Linked DNA regions of Pan troglodytes: region 1 is linked to region 2. A link is a contact called in public Hi-C data. All regions are on one chromosome and are shown on one strand. The core of a region is the stretch at or near the end of the contact, and the rest is flanking DNA. Distances in the headings are between cores, read along the strand shown.

Region 1 (6,627 bases), core at 138-2,637, 500 kb after region 2:
TTTACTCTGATTTCCATCAAAAAGATGGGCTTACTAAAAAAAGAAACATGCAATACCATTTGTGGCTCCACACAACTCATGCTTTAAACAACTGCAAAAACCCCAGGAGAGGAAAGGAATCCACAGCTTTCTCTGCTTTTAAGGCGATTTTAAGAAATCACCTTTCCCAAAGATAATGGATTAAAAAGAAGTTGTCTTAATTCATCTCTAATTATGGCAGAATTTACTACAAAGAAACTGAAAGGAGAGACATGGAATATTCATTCCTCTACATAATGTCAGTTGCTTTATGTAACAATATTCCAATGTCAATAAAAGTATACCTTTGCATTGTAATGCCAACAGGAATTATTTCACTTTAAAAAACCAGTTCTGTAGCTATACTCAGTATTATTTATTTTCACTGGCTATAAAATAAAGCCAAACTATATTTACTAGCAGATGGTCTCACTTCCAATATATAATAAACCTCTGAGATCAGGTAAAAATAGATTCTGTTAGTATTTCTTTAACATGCTCAAATTATAAATGATCGTTCACCAATGTCTTTGTATAAAACACTCCAAACAAATCACTTGGTACTGAATTTCTGTTTGACTCAATTAAAACACTTAGCCACCTGGCATGAAAACATCCTAAAAACATCAACTGCTTAAAATACTTTGCACTGAAACACGTTTTTCATTGTTTCCTAGCCTCTGACTGATTTCGGAATTAGAAAGAATTAAGCAGAAGTGAATTGGGGAGCAGGTCAGTCACTGAATATTCAGAATGAATCATGAAGACGTTAAAATGCAATTTTTATTTCTTTGCAGTGCACTGCATGCTATACATCCTTACAATTTAAATAAGCATACTAAACTAAAGCCAGATAATGTGAAGATTGCCCAACAGGTCTACATTACCTAATACGTTTATCATTATATAAACTGCTGTGCTTGATATTAATACACTGTGCAAGGAATGCTTAATTTCTTGAACTTCCACACAGGTCTTTAAAACTGAATTTCACTAGTACCCAAGACCAATAATGTGCTGAGGAAGAAGGTATTTCAAATATATTTACTGATTACACAGTGTTTGAATCTTCAAAAATTCTAAATTTATGTGGAGAAAGGAGAATGGAGAATCTGAACTTGGCTGTTCATGCAAACTCTTTCCTTTCTTTGACTCACTTTATGAATTGTTATGTTTCTAGATCCTTCTTTTAAAATTTTCCATTTGGGGAAACTTGTACATTTAAAAAAATTCATCTCATTTTCTCCCTCCCCCTCCTTAAAATAAATAAGAAGGCTTAAGAATTAGCACTAATAATAATCCCACAATGGTCATTGGGAAATCCTCCCCCAAAGTGACAACTGCCGCTAAGAAGGGCAAAATCCACTAAGAATGAAAATTCCCCCAAATGAGTCCTTCTCCGAGGGGGTGGAGGTCACACAGCTGGCACAACTGGTATCACAACCAACTCGAGGCGACCCAGAGGAAGATGCTGCGCCAAGAGAAGCAAAGCGAAGGAGCGCGACCCAGGAGGCTAGCGAAATCCCCGCCAAGCCCCCAGGAGGCGGAGAGAAGCCCAGTCGCCAGGCACCGGCCACGGCGCACGCCAACATTCAGGATAATTCTCCTTTCCAAGCCCGGGAGTTCCGGGGCAGGCGAAAAAGGGGGGATGGGAGACCCACAGTCCCTTTAACCCTCCCCCCTGGCCTGCCAACCTTTTCCGAACCCCCATGTCACACAACTTCCTCATCATGGAAACTTCCACTGGGTTCGGCGCTGAGGATGCCAAACTCCATTTCACAAGGAACATGTCAACAGCTGGGCTTGGGGTTTGAGGAACAGAGTCGCTGCGATTGGAACAGAGCCCGGCCACCCTGTTCCACCACTGTCCACTCCGTAGCTCCCAGCCTGCCGCCGCGCGGTGCCCGAACACGAGAGGGCACCTCCTCCCAGATCCGGGGCGCAGAAGCCCCGCGGAGGCAGGTAATCAGGCTGATGACACCCCCACCACCCACGCTCACCCGCCTGCCCGCCCGCGCGCGCTCGGCTTAGCCGCCCGCACCCCTCCGGGTTCTTGCGACGCTCCGTCACCATCCCGCCCACCCTGTGGACAGTTGGAACTGTCGCCCCCTCCTCCTCTCACCCCGCTGCCTCCGCGCGGTCCTCTAGCCAAATTACCAGTGCCCTGGAGCCGGTTGGGTTGAGCGCCCCTGCCCGGGGAAGGTAGCCTGCGGGCTCTTGCCCCGAGCCCGCGGAGCAGGAGGTCTCTTTTCCAAGCGCACTCACATTATTCATGCAAAGTTAATCCCCGCCGCGTCACGGCCGCCCGCCCGAGGATGTGCGCCTTCCTTGGCCAAGCCCCGCAGTCTCCACCCTCCTCCGCCCCCTCCTCCCGGCGGCGGGGTCCCGGGGAGCGCCGGCGACTGGGCGTCGCGCGAGTCCTGCAAAATGTCAACTCCTTGGGCGAAGAGAGGCGGCCGCAGCCAGGGCCGCGCCGCACCTCCCCGGTCTCTCCACTTTTATAGGCGTAGGAAGCTACTGTGGCTGGGGCACCAGAGTCCCCGCCTCTCCGGGTCCCCCGCGTGCCCGGCCCGCCCCGGCCCGCTTCCCGGGCGCTGTCTTACTCCGGGCCCGGGGCGCCTGCTCCGCGCCGCGTCTGCGAACCGGTGACCTGGTTTCCCCTCCAGCCCTCACGGCTGTCCGACTTGCGCGGCGGTGGCGGCGGCGGCCAAGAGCAGGCAAACCCGGCTCCGCCAGGGGCGCAGCGAGGAAATGGCCTCCTGGCCGCACACCCCGCCGCCGCCGCCGCCGCCACCGCCACCGCCCCGGGCTGCCCAGCCGGTACTGACGCCCCCTGCCAGGCTCCGGGCCAGCGCTCCGACGCGCTCACAGCGCCCGGCTTGCCGACCCCGACCCCGACACCGAGTCCTACGCACTCGAGGTCCCCGGGCCGGCCGCCTCCGCACCTGCCTCCCCAGGTGTGGGCGCTGCCCCTCCTCCTAATCCCGGCCGTGCCCTCCCAGGGTTGGTGACGGTGGTGTGGGTTTGGTGGCCGCGCGTCCACCCACCCGATTGCCTGCGCGCATAGGTGCGGGTTTGGGCGTCATTACTGTAGTTGGAGAAGAGGAAAGAATGGGGAACGAGTGACACCGGGACCGGAGGGCGAGTCTTCCAGGAGCACGTCTCGGCCTTCTTTGCCCGGCCCGACCGGCCCGACCCGTGCCGCCGCGCTCCTCCCTCCGCTCCTAAACCACTTGTGGCGCGTGTCGGGAATACAGGGCGCTCTGGCTCTTCTTGGGGCCTCCGCTGGTCCGACCATCTGGCAGCTCTCTTAAACACCACGGCCACCCCAAGAATGGAAGTTTGGGACGTGCCTGGGTTGCCCTTAAGGAGGACACCCCCGCCCCCACCGCCATTATGCATATCGTGGGAGAGGCGCGTACAGGGCTGAGACACTCCTCAGGTCCCAGAACGGCCGCCCTATTAATTTGTCTTTGCCCTGGAAATGTATAGATAAAACCAGGAAGACAAAAATAATGTATACTCTTCAAGAGATCTTTCCCGGGCAAATATAGGTCTCTCAAATGCCCCCGACCTTAAGTCCTGGAGACCAAGAAGAGACTTGCTTTCTGAGCTAGAAGGATACTTGGGAAATACCGAGTCCTCACTCAGCTAAAAGGTAGTCAATAAGGAACTATAGTTGCAACAAAACTACTTTGACAACAGAGTACAATTAATTTCTTATAGACAGTATTAAAATAATTCCGACATCATAATTTAATATTCACATCTATTCGTGTAACACGCAATATAATAGAGGTATGACGATATGGATCCTCAGCTGCCTGACAATGTATAGGTTATTTATTGGAAGGTTCTCTAGATTTCCAGCCAGTGACATGTATGTTTTATTCTCGCTTCTTCTGAGCGTCCCAGGGAAAGGGGTGAGAGACCCCCCGCCCCTGCTGACAGCATTTACAACCACCCCGCTGGATAAGCAGGGTTTCACTGATGCACTTTTAAGAAAGTTGCAGGCCCCAGAGACCCCATTTCCCTTTGGTCCTCGGTGAGAAATCCGTGCTTTCTTCTCTACTCTTAATAAGTCTGCACCACAGGACTTGCAGGCTTCTGTAGTTGGAGAGCTGTTCTCCTTTGCAGGGAAGTTCCTGGGCTTTGCTCCAAAGCTGCCCCGGAATGTTTTGGTTGGTTTGGAGAAAAGCTGTGGCGTCTACACCACTTGTTCCAAGCAGGCGGCCCCCTGGTGGCTAACTGGGGGTGAGAAAGCTGGCCACTGAGGAAGAAGTCTGGCGCAGGTAGGCCCCAACAGTTGACAACCTAGTCTTCGGGTCTTCTTCACAGCGTGTGAACAACTTAGTATTACCGCGGGGGGGGGGGGGGGGGGGGGGAGAGGGTTGGGGGGTGGTGAGGTGAAGCAAATCTTCCTTCAACACGGTGGATCATAGGCTTCTCGGCCTACTGGAACTTTTAATTTTTTTCTCTTCCTGAGTATAACTTGGAGCTAAATTATTTAAGAAGGAGACATACAGCGGACAAAACGAAATGTAACAAAAACTGTTGCTTCTCTTTGTTCAAGGGCTTTGTCTTTCTGATCTCATTTTGCCCAGAAAATTCAGAAATGAGCCAATTAAAGCATGAAATAAATAAAGGGCGTGGCATTATTCAAACAATTCATGAGACTGTGGTAGTAACAATGTTCTATAACAATGGGGGAGGGCAGTTTTACTGCAATGTTAATGATAACGTGAACTACTAGGGTTCCATTTTGAACAGGACCTCTGAGGGCTGTCCTACAGGCTGCATGATGATGGTAAAGAAGGGTTACCAAGAGATCATGTCATTTATTTTTCTGGTTTTACACAAGGTAGGACAATGGAGGAGAATGTCATGATGACTTGATTGAAGGAAGAACATTTATTCAAACTTTAGATTATGTGGTCATGTGTTCCAGCTGACTTGAGAGGGCACACCAAGGCTGTTTCCAGGACCCATTCCCATATTTCACCATAGACATCCTCATTACCAGGATCTATACCTTTAAGCTGATGACTCAGTTCAAGAAAGCAATTCATTCATATATTTATTTATTTAACAACTACTGGGGTAAGAAAATGAATGAAACAGAACCTCATAGGCCTCGGATTGGGCAGAAGTGAGTGAGGCCAGTGATACAAGTGCAGGGTCTGAGCCTGCCTTTATTTAAAATTTTGATGTATTGTTCATCATGAATAATTGTTGCATTAATTTTGATTTTTAAAATAGTGCATTAAAATATTTCTCCTGATTTACTGAGGCTTTTTTTTTTTTTCTTTTTTGGCATCCCCTTAAATTTCACACCAGGGATGAGTGCCTCACTTGCCTAAACCTAGTCCCTGCCCTGCTATGCCCTCAGTGTTACCAGAGTCTTTTCAGAGAAGCAAAGTTCAAGTTAGAATGTCCTAGATGTCAAAGATAATTAATATATGGTGAAGGATTTGGGGTCAGGGAGTTAGAGACGTGGGCGTGAGGGGAGGGAAAAATCAGGGAAGATTTCATGGAAAGTGGTGGCACTTGAACCAATCCATCAAAGATGGACCACATTTTGCCAGGGAGTATTGGGACTGGAACCCCTGGTATTGTTTTGCTTATTCAGCTACTTCTCAAGCTGGCTGTGCAGCCACCTGACCTAGCCCTGGTGATTCTGATTCTGTCTGTTCATTGTTAGTTCTTGGAACTTATTTTTTCTATGAGGGCTCCAGTGATTCTGGTCCATAGCAGCTGGATAAGGACTCCAACCCTTCAGGAAAGACAGCTTCTTGGGGAAGATGACAGGGTCAAAATTATCTAATTCAAGTACACTCTAATTCACAGCACAAAACTAACTTTTTTATTTCATATCTTGATATATGCCCGTTTTTACCAACACTCTGCCTTTGGCTTACTTTTGAATAAAGGAGACCAGAAAGGAAAAGGAACTATAGGTTGCCTTATCTTTCTCTTTCCTTCTATGTCATCATTTTCAAACTAAGTGGTTACAGAGAAGTATTAACATAAGAAAAGACAGAGAAAGTTTCCTTGGTTGTTACCTTCTTTTTGCATTCAAATCAGGCTTTGGTTGGAATGGAAAGCGTGGCAAACCCCATTTTGGGGTTGTCAGTGTCCTCACTTAGTCATTGATGTGACATGCTTACCTCATACTCAATTTGAGTTTTGCAGAACTCCCACACATTGTGTGCCCACAGGGATTCTGTGCTTATGGGGCAACAAGAATGCTATGTGTGAGTGGAACAAGTAAAGAATGGCAGCAGCTATGCATGTTATCTGTATTTCCTCTGTTCATGCACATGCTCCATTGTCCCATCAGCCTTCACTTACAAAACAAAAGTTCAAAGATAAAATTATTAGGAATTTCATTATGGTGACAACAGAGCATTAAATGAAGTGCCAGGCCCCAAGCACCAAGCCCTTCCCAGCATGGGTGGTATGCAGCTGTCCAGATCACATGCCCATGAAGCTGGCCATGGGGATAAAACTTGATCCTTTATTGTGGTAGAAGCATAGGGCATGTTGGAGATGCAGTAGACATGCTGGCATGGCTGGTTATAGCAAGGAGTACATAACATAGCTAACATG
Region 2 (6,350 bases), core at 3,676-6,175:
TAGGGACCTGATGGGAGGTGATTGGATCATGGGGGCAGAATTTCCCCTGGCTGTTCTTGTGAGAGTGAGTTCTCATGAGATCTGGATGTTTAAAAGTGCCTCCCCCTTCACTCTCCACCTCTCCTGGTCCTCCATGGTAAGACGTGCTTGCTTCTCCTTTGTCTTCTGTCACGATTGTGTAAGTTTCCTGAGACCTTCCAGCCATGCTTCCTGCATAGATAGCCTGCAGAACTGTGAGTCAATTAAAGCTCCTTTCACCATAAATCGTCTGGTCTCAAGTAGTTCTTTTTTTTTTTTTTTAGACAGAGTCTCACTCTGTCGCCCAGACTGGAGTGCAGTGGCATGATCTCGGCTCACTGCAACCTCTGCCTCCTGGGTTGAAGCAATTCTCCTGCCTCAGCCTCCCAAGTAGCTGGGATTACAGGCGCCTGCCACCACGCCTGGCTAATTTTTGTATTTTTAGTAGAGACAGGGTTTCACCATGTTGGCCAGGCTGGTCTCAAACACCTGACCTCAGGTGATCAGCCTGCCTTGGCCTCCCAAAGCGCTGGGATTACAGGCGTGAGCCACCACACCCGGCCAGTTCTTTTTGTTTTTAATTTGTTTTTTCCCCTTCCTTTCTTTCTCCTTCCTTCCTTCCTTCCTTCCTTCCTTCCTTCTTCTTCTCTCTCTCTCTCTTTCTTTCTTTCTTTTTTTCTTTTTGAGACAGGGTCTCATTTTGTCACCCAGGCTGGAGTGCAGTGGTGTGATCTTGGCTTACTGCAGCGTCGACCTCCTGGGTTGAAATGATTCTTCTACCTCAGCACCCCAAGTAGCTGGGACTACAGACACACACCACCATGCTCCGCTAACTTTTTGGTAATTTTTATAGAGATGGGGTTTTACCATGTTGCCCAGGCTGGTCTCGAATTGCTGAGCTCAAGTGATCCACCCACCTTGGTCTCCCAAAATGCTAGGATTACAGGTGTGAGCCACCATATTCGGCCTCAGGTAGTTCTTTTTTTTTTTTTTTTTTTTTTTGAGACCGAGTCTCGCTCTGTCACCCGGGCTGGAGTGCAATGGTGGCATCTCCGCTCACTGCAGTCTTTGCATCCCAGGTTCAAGTGATTCTCGTGCCTAAGCCTCCCGAGTAGCTGGGACTACAGGTGTGCACCACCATGCCCAGCTAACTTTTGTATTTTTAGTAGAGATGGGGTTTCTCCATGTTGCCTAGGCTGTTCTCGAATTTCTGAGCTCAAGTGATCCACCCGCCTTGGCCTCCCAAAGTGCTGGGATTACAGGCCTGAGCCACCACACTCAGCCTCACGTAGTTCTTTATAGCATTGTGACAACGGACGAATATGGACACCAAGAGTCATTCATATCTTCTACATCAAATAGTAAGGAAGAAAGGGTCCTTCTTTGTGAGCTCAGTACTGATGGCCATCATCAGCGGTGACCAGAACAACATCCTGGTTGATAGGAATGCAGGGCCAGATACATGAAGGGCCAGAGCAAAAATAGATGAAGGTCCTCAGTCTGCCTTTGTCCTTTTTCCACTCCTGCCGTTGTCCCCTAGCATGAAGGACCTCTCCAGTGGTGTGCTGGGGCCAGTTCTTACCAGCTCATGAAAGCCAATGTTTCAGGAATTTTGTGAGCCAGTTGACTTCATATTGGTAGCTTGAGATTGGCCATGGTGGGAGTAGTATTGATTTTATGGAAATCAGTAAATGCTACAGATAGGGCTCCTTCCACCCCTAGTACCCGCCTGCAGCTAAGCCTCTCACGCATAACGGTGGACATCCCAGCTCCTGGGTCCAAGCTGTCTACCTTATCTTTCACACAGTCACCTCCTGAGCCACCCCTTTGGGCCTAGGTCTGCGCACCATGGGCAGTGAGGTCTGCCTGCAGGAGGACCAAGGAAAGAGTCTCAGGGCCTGCCTGGAAGGCCCAGGTCCCTCTGGGCAGGGAATTACATTAATTGGAGCTTGGTCTAGAAGGGGTTCTGGGCTCTGGGCAGGTGTGTCTTCTTGGCTTAGGGCAGGGGCACAGTCAGAGGAGGGCCAGAGTTGGGCCTTCTGTGGCCCCCGTAGCCTGAGTTACAGGGAGGAGAAAAGAGGGAGAATCCTTCTGTCCCCTCTCCCCAACCCTGTGCCTCTGCCTGGATAGGAGAGAAAACCTCCACCCTCATCCATCTGCCTCATTTCCCCATGAATGGAGAATTGCTGGTCTAATATTTCAGAACCCAGGACACTTATTCATGGGCCATGTTTTAGTAGTGGACAAGCTTACTGTGCCTTAAAGCTTAGGGTCTCTGTAAGATACAGCTTTGGTGATTGTGTTCTCCTGCGGGGCAAGCACACCTGGGCAGCATACCGCCTGTGACTGCACCTGGGTGTGAAACTCAGGTTGGAATCATATCCACTTTAGATTCAGGGAGGAGAGAGCATGACGCCTCCTGACTTGAGTTGGCTAGGATTAGATACAGCCTGTATCTTGAATACCTCCTAGTACAGTGGTTCTCAAAGGGTAGCCCTCCAACCATCATCATCATCCCTACCTAGAATGCAGATTCTGGGGTCATACGACAGACCACCTGGATCAGAGGCTGGGGGGTAGGGCCCAGCAGTCTGTGTTTTAACAAGTTTTCCAGGTGATTCTGTTCCAGCTGAAAGATTGAGAACCACTGCTCTAGAAGAATATAGCTTGGGGCCAGGCACGGTGGCTCATGCCTATAATCCCAGCACTTCGGGAGGCTGAGGTGGGAGGATCACTTGGGGCCAGGAGTTCGAGACCAGCATGGCCAACATAGCAAAACCTCATCTATACTACAAATACAAAAAATTAGCCAGGCGTGGTGGTGCACGCCTGTAATCCTAGTTACTTGGGAGGCTGAGGCACAAGAATTGCTTGACCCTGGGAGGCGGAGGTTCCAGTGAGCCGAGATCTCACCACTGCACTCCAGCCTGGGTGACTGAGTGAGACTCTGTCTCAAAAAAAAAAAAAAAAAAAAAAAAAAAGAATAGGCCAGGTGCAGTGGCTCACACCTGTAATCCCAGCACTTTCGCTGAGGGGGTTGGATCACCTGAGGTCAGTAGTTCGAGACCAGCCTGGCCAACACGGTGAAACCCCATCTCTATTAAAAATACAAAAAACAAACAAACAAAAAAAAAAACAAAACAAAATTAGCTGGCTGTGGTGGCAGGTGCCTGTAATCTCAGCTACTGGGGAGGATGAGGCAGGAGAATCGCTTGAACTGGGAGGTGGAGGTTGCAGTGAGCCGAGATTGCACCATTGCACTCTAGCCTGGGGGACAAGAGCGAAACTCTGTCTCAAAAAAAAAAAAAAAAGGATATAGCTTGGTTTATTCATGTGCTGGGGCTGCTGTAACAAAGGACCATGGACTCGGTGGCTTAAACAACAGAAGTTAATTTCTTGACAGTTCTGGAGGCTGGAAGTCTGAGATCAACATGTGGGCAGGGTTGGTTCCTTCTGAGGGCTGTGAGGGAAGGAGCTGTTCCAGGCCTCTCTCCTTGGCTTGCGGAGGGGCCTGTGTCTTCACATTGTCTTCCCTCTAGGGACACCAGTGGGATTGTATTGGGCCCACCTTAATTCTCTCATTTTAATGACCTCTTTGAAGACTCTATCTCTAAATAAGTTTATGTTCCGAGGTACTGGGTGTTAGAATTTCAACATATGAATTTTTGGGAGGCACAATTCAGCTCATAACACTTGAGAAACCGGGTCACATAAAGATTTCTGTTTTTCTCTCCATTCCCTGTTTGTGAGCTTCTAGAGGTCTTTCTTGTTTTTCTAGTGTCTCACAAATTGCCTAACAGTCTTTCAATAAATGTTATTTAAATTGATTGACTATGGATGGATGCTTATCGATGTTTAATGAGGTTATAATCTTAAAAATTTTTTTGTGTGTGCAAAGTACACTGCCCTAGACTTCATGTGGTCCCAGGCCTCTTACAAGCAAGTCTGATGGACGCTGATTGGATGAGGTCCTGTGGTGGGAATCCACCTCATGTTGCTGTAGATTTCTGAATTGCTTAATCCTCCTTTCTGCTTTTGTGCAGTGTGCGTGTAGAGTGGGAGAATTCATCTGGGGCCACCAAAGAGGCTTGACGTCTCAACACCCTCAGAAACTTGTTTCTTCTTTTGTGTCTAAGAGTTTTTCAAAAGAAAAAGAAGAAAAGAAATAGCCCTGCTTCATTCAAACATAGTAAAAGATTCTAGGTGTTTGTATTTTTAAGCACTCAAAGCGAGACTGTAATAAGCAGATAATTGTCATTGAGAGGTATCACACTTTATTTGCTAGGGATTTTCTATTGTTGCTTTTCCACTTAATAGACAGTGGAATTACAAGTTGCTATGGAAACCTATCCATTGCCAGTGCTGCCTGGGCCTTAAAGACACAGAAGCCACATTTTGTTTTATTCCATAGAGCTGACATTGTTATAAAACAGAGCAGAGCAAAGTGAATGGTGAATTAGACCAGACATCCTGCTTTCCCCTGTTTCCTCTTCCCTCCCCTCTGTGGTTTCTATGTTTACCAGGCCCCTGAATTAGCCCAGTGTTAGAAATTGTATAATTTGGTTTCTGGAGTTCTTTCAAGAAAACAACTGCGTATCTGTCTCCTATGCAGTTTTGTGACTTTTGTTGCTGACACGCTGTGGGAGTTGAGAAACTCTGGGGATGGTTGGCACATAACGCAGTTAATCAATTCCCACTCAAATCTGAGGTTTGACAAATGATAAACTTCTGTCATTTCTGTGACCACACTTCTTTCATTCAGGTGGGACATCAAAAGAAGGCCTCAAAATAACAGAAGACTGAATCTCAAGACATTTCCAATGGAGGGGAAGCCAGAAGGGCCTGGCAGATCTGGGATCCATCCTAGGCTATGCCAAGAAAATGAATTAGCAGCTCAGCTTGAGGAAACACCGGAAATTCTGGCAACTGCCCTAAATGGATTTTCTCACTCCTTTGAGCTTTGCCCACAGCCACTGAACGCATTATGTTACAAAGCTAATTATATAAGATTTAAGAGCCAAGGGAAGGCTGATTCATTTGATAAGCTAATTTCAGAGCATAACTTGAGCCTGGATGCATGCGTTGCTTAACAACAGGAATACTTGTTGAAAAATGTGTCATTAGGCGATTTCATCCTGTAAACACCACAGAGTGTACTTACCCAAACCTAGATGGGATAACCTACTACACACCTATGCTGTATGGTATAGTCTATTGCTTCTAGGCTGCAAAGCTGCATAGCATGTTACTGTACTAAATACAGTAGGCAGTTCTGACACAGTGATAAGTATGTGTGTCTAAACATAACTAAATATAGAAAAGGTACAGTAAAAATATGGCATAATCTAATGGGACCACTGTCATATATGTGGCTTTTCATTGATTGAAACATCATTGTGTGGTGCATGACTGTACTTCTTGGAGGCATGAGAAGTTAAAGAATAAAACAAAATGTACCCTTAGCTATAGACATTGCAATTACCCTAAGTTTGCTGTCTATGAAAGTTTAGGTTTTAATGGGATATTTCTATTTGCAGTCTCACTTAATTTTTCAGACTTTACACCATTGCTTAGTGCTGATTTTTATGGCTACTTTATGGGAGCGAGGACTTTCTTTTTTGGAGTAAGAAATGCTTTATTTTATTCGGAAGGTGGGATCAACTAATGAAACATTGTTATCCACCCTGGCATTGGGGTGATTTTGGCTTTACCCTGTGACTTCTTTGAGAACTCAGGACAATCCTAGAGCTTCTCGGGTAACCATGTTTATAAAAGCATCCATTTCCGCACTTAGGCCGAGGCAGGAGGATCACTAGGAGTTCAAGACCAGCCTGGGCAATATAGCAAGAGCACCGCCCCCTCCACCCCCACTGCAATCTCTCCAAAAAATTAAACAAACTAGTTGGGCATGGTGGTGTGCACCTGTAGTCCTAGCTACGCTGGAGGCTGAGATGGGAGGATTGTTTGAATCCAGGAGTTGGAGGCTGCAGTGACCTGTAATCACATAACTGCAATCCAGCCCGGGCAACAGAGGAAGCCCTGTCTTAAAAAAAAAAAAAAAAGGATGAAAGGATGAAATGATAACGATAATAGGAATTCAGACTAGGGAGGGACCTTAGAGGTCATTTATACTCAGACCCAGACACATATAATGGGTGTTTAGTTTGAGTGCTCCCAAAGCCAATTCAGAGACAAGCAGTTGGCTGCTGGGAAGTGATGCCAGGAAGCAGAAATGAGGGAGGGAGAAATCCAGAGGGGGAGAGGAGAGCCTGTGCTGGGCCTAATGAGCTGGGTGCCACTAAGGGCATCTGAGCTCAGTCATGTCGGGGACC

What was found. A called contact is a pair of places that touch in the nucleus more often than the background predicts.
Region 1: a contact with region 2 is called in a Hi-C map of stem cell-derived neural progenitor cells, with 4 times the contacts expected there. The contact joins the promoter of LOC107970586 here to the enhancer-like site in region 2. A contact is called at or near these places in 3 of 7 Hi-C or Micro-C datasets (blood, induced pluripotent stem cells and stem cell-derived neural progenitor cells), 1 of 1 datasets of contacts at active chromatin or transcription factors (stem cell-derived excitatory neurons) and 1 of 1 other capture datasets (stem cell-derived neural stem cells).

What each region holds. Positions count from the first base shown.
Region 1 is chr2:28,478,314-28,484,940 of NHGRI_mPanTro3-v2.0_pri, forward strand. LOC107970586 reads left to right here and starts at 1,388. Exons shown (of 2, transcript XM_054680448.1): 1 at 1,388-1,980. The coding sequence starts at 1,390. THRB (thyroid hormone receptor beta) reads right to left here and starts at 3,201. Exons shown (of 10, transcript XM_016940582.3): 1 at 2,622-3,201.
Region 2 is chr2:27,979,731-27,986,080 of NHGRI_mPanTro3-v2.0_pri, forward strand. No RefSeq gene overlaps it. Among named protein-coding and RNA genes, the nearest start is that of NR1D2, 45 kb to the left of the region's middle. Within about 2 kb of position 4,926, at least 15 of the 24 cell types and tissues checked have an H3K27ac peak or open chromatin away from gene starts, as enhancers often do. A contact at or near this core is called in stem cell-derived excitatory neurons and stem cell-derived neural progenitor cells, where this site is marked.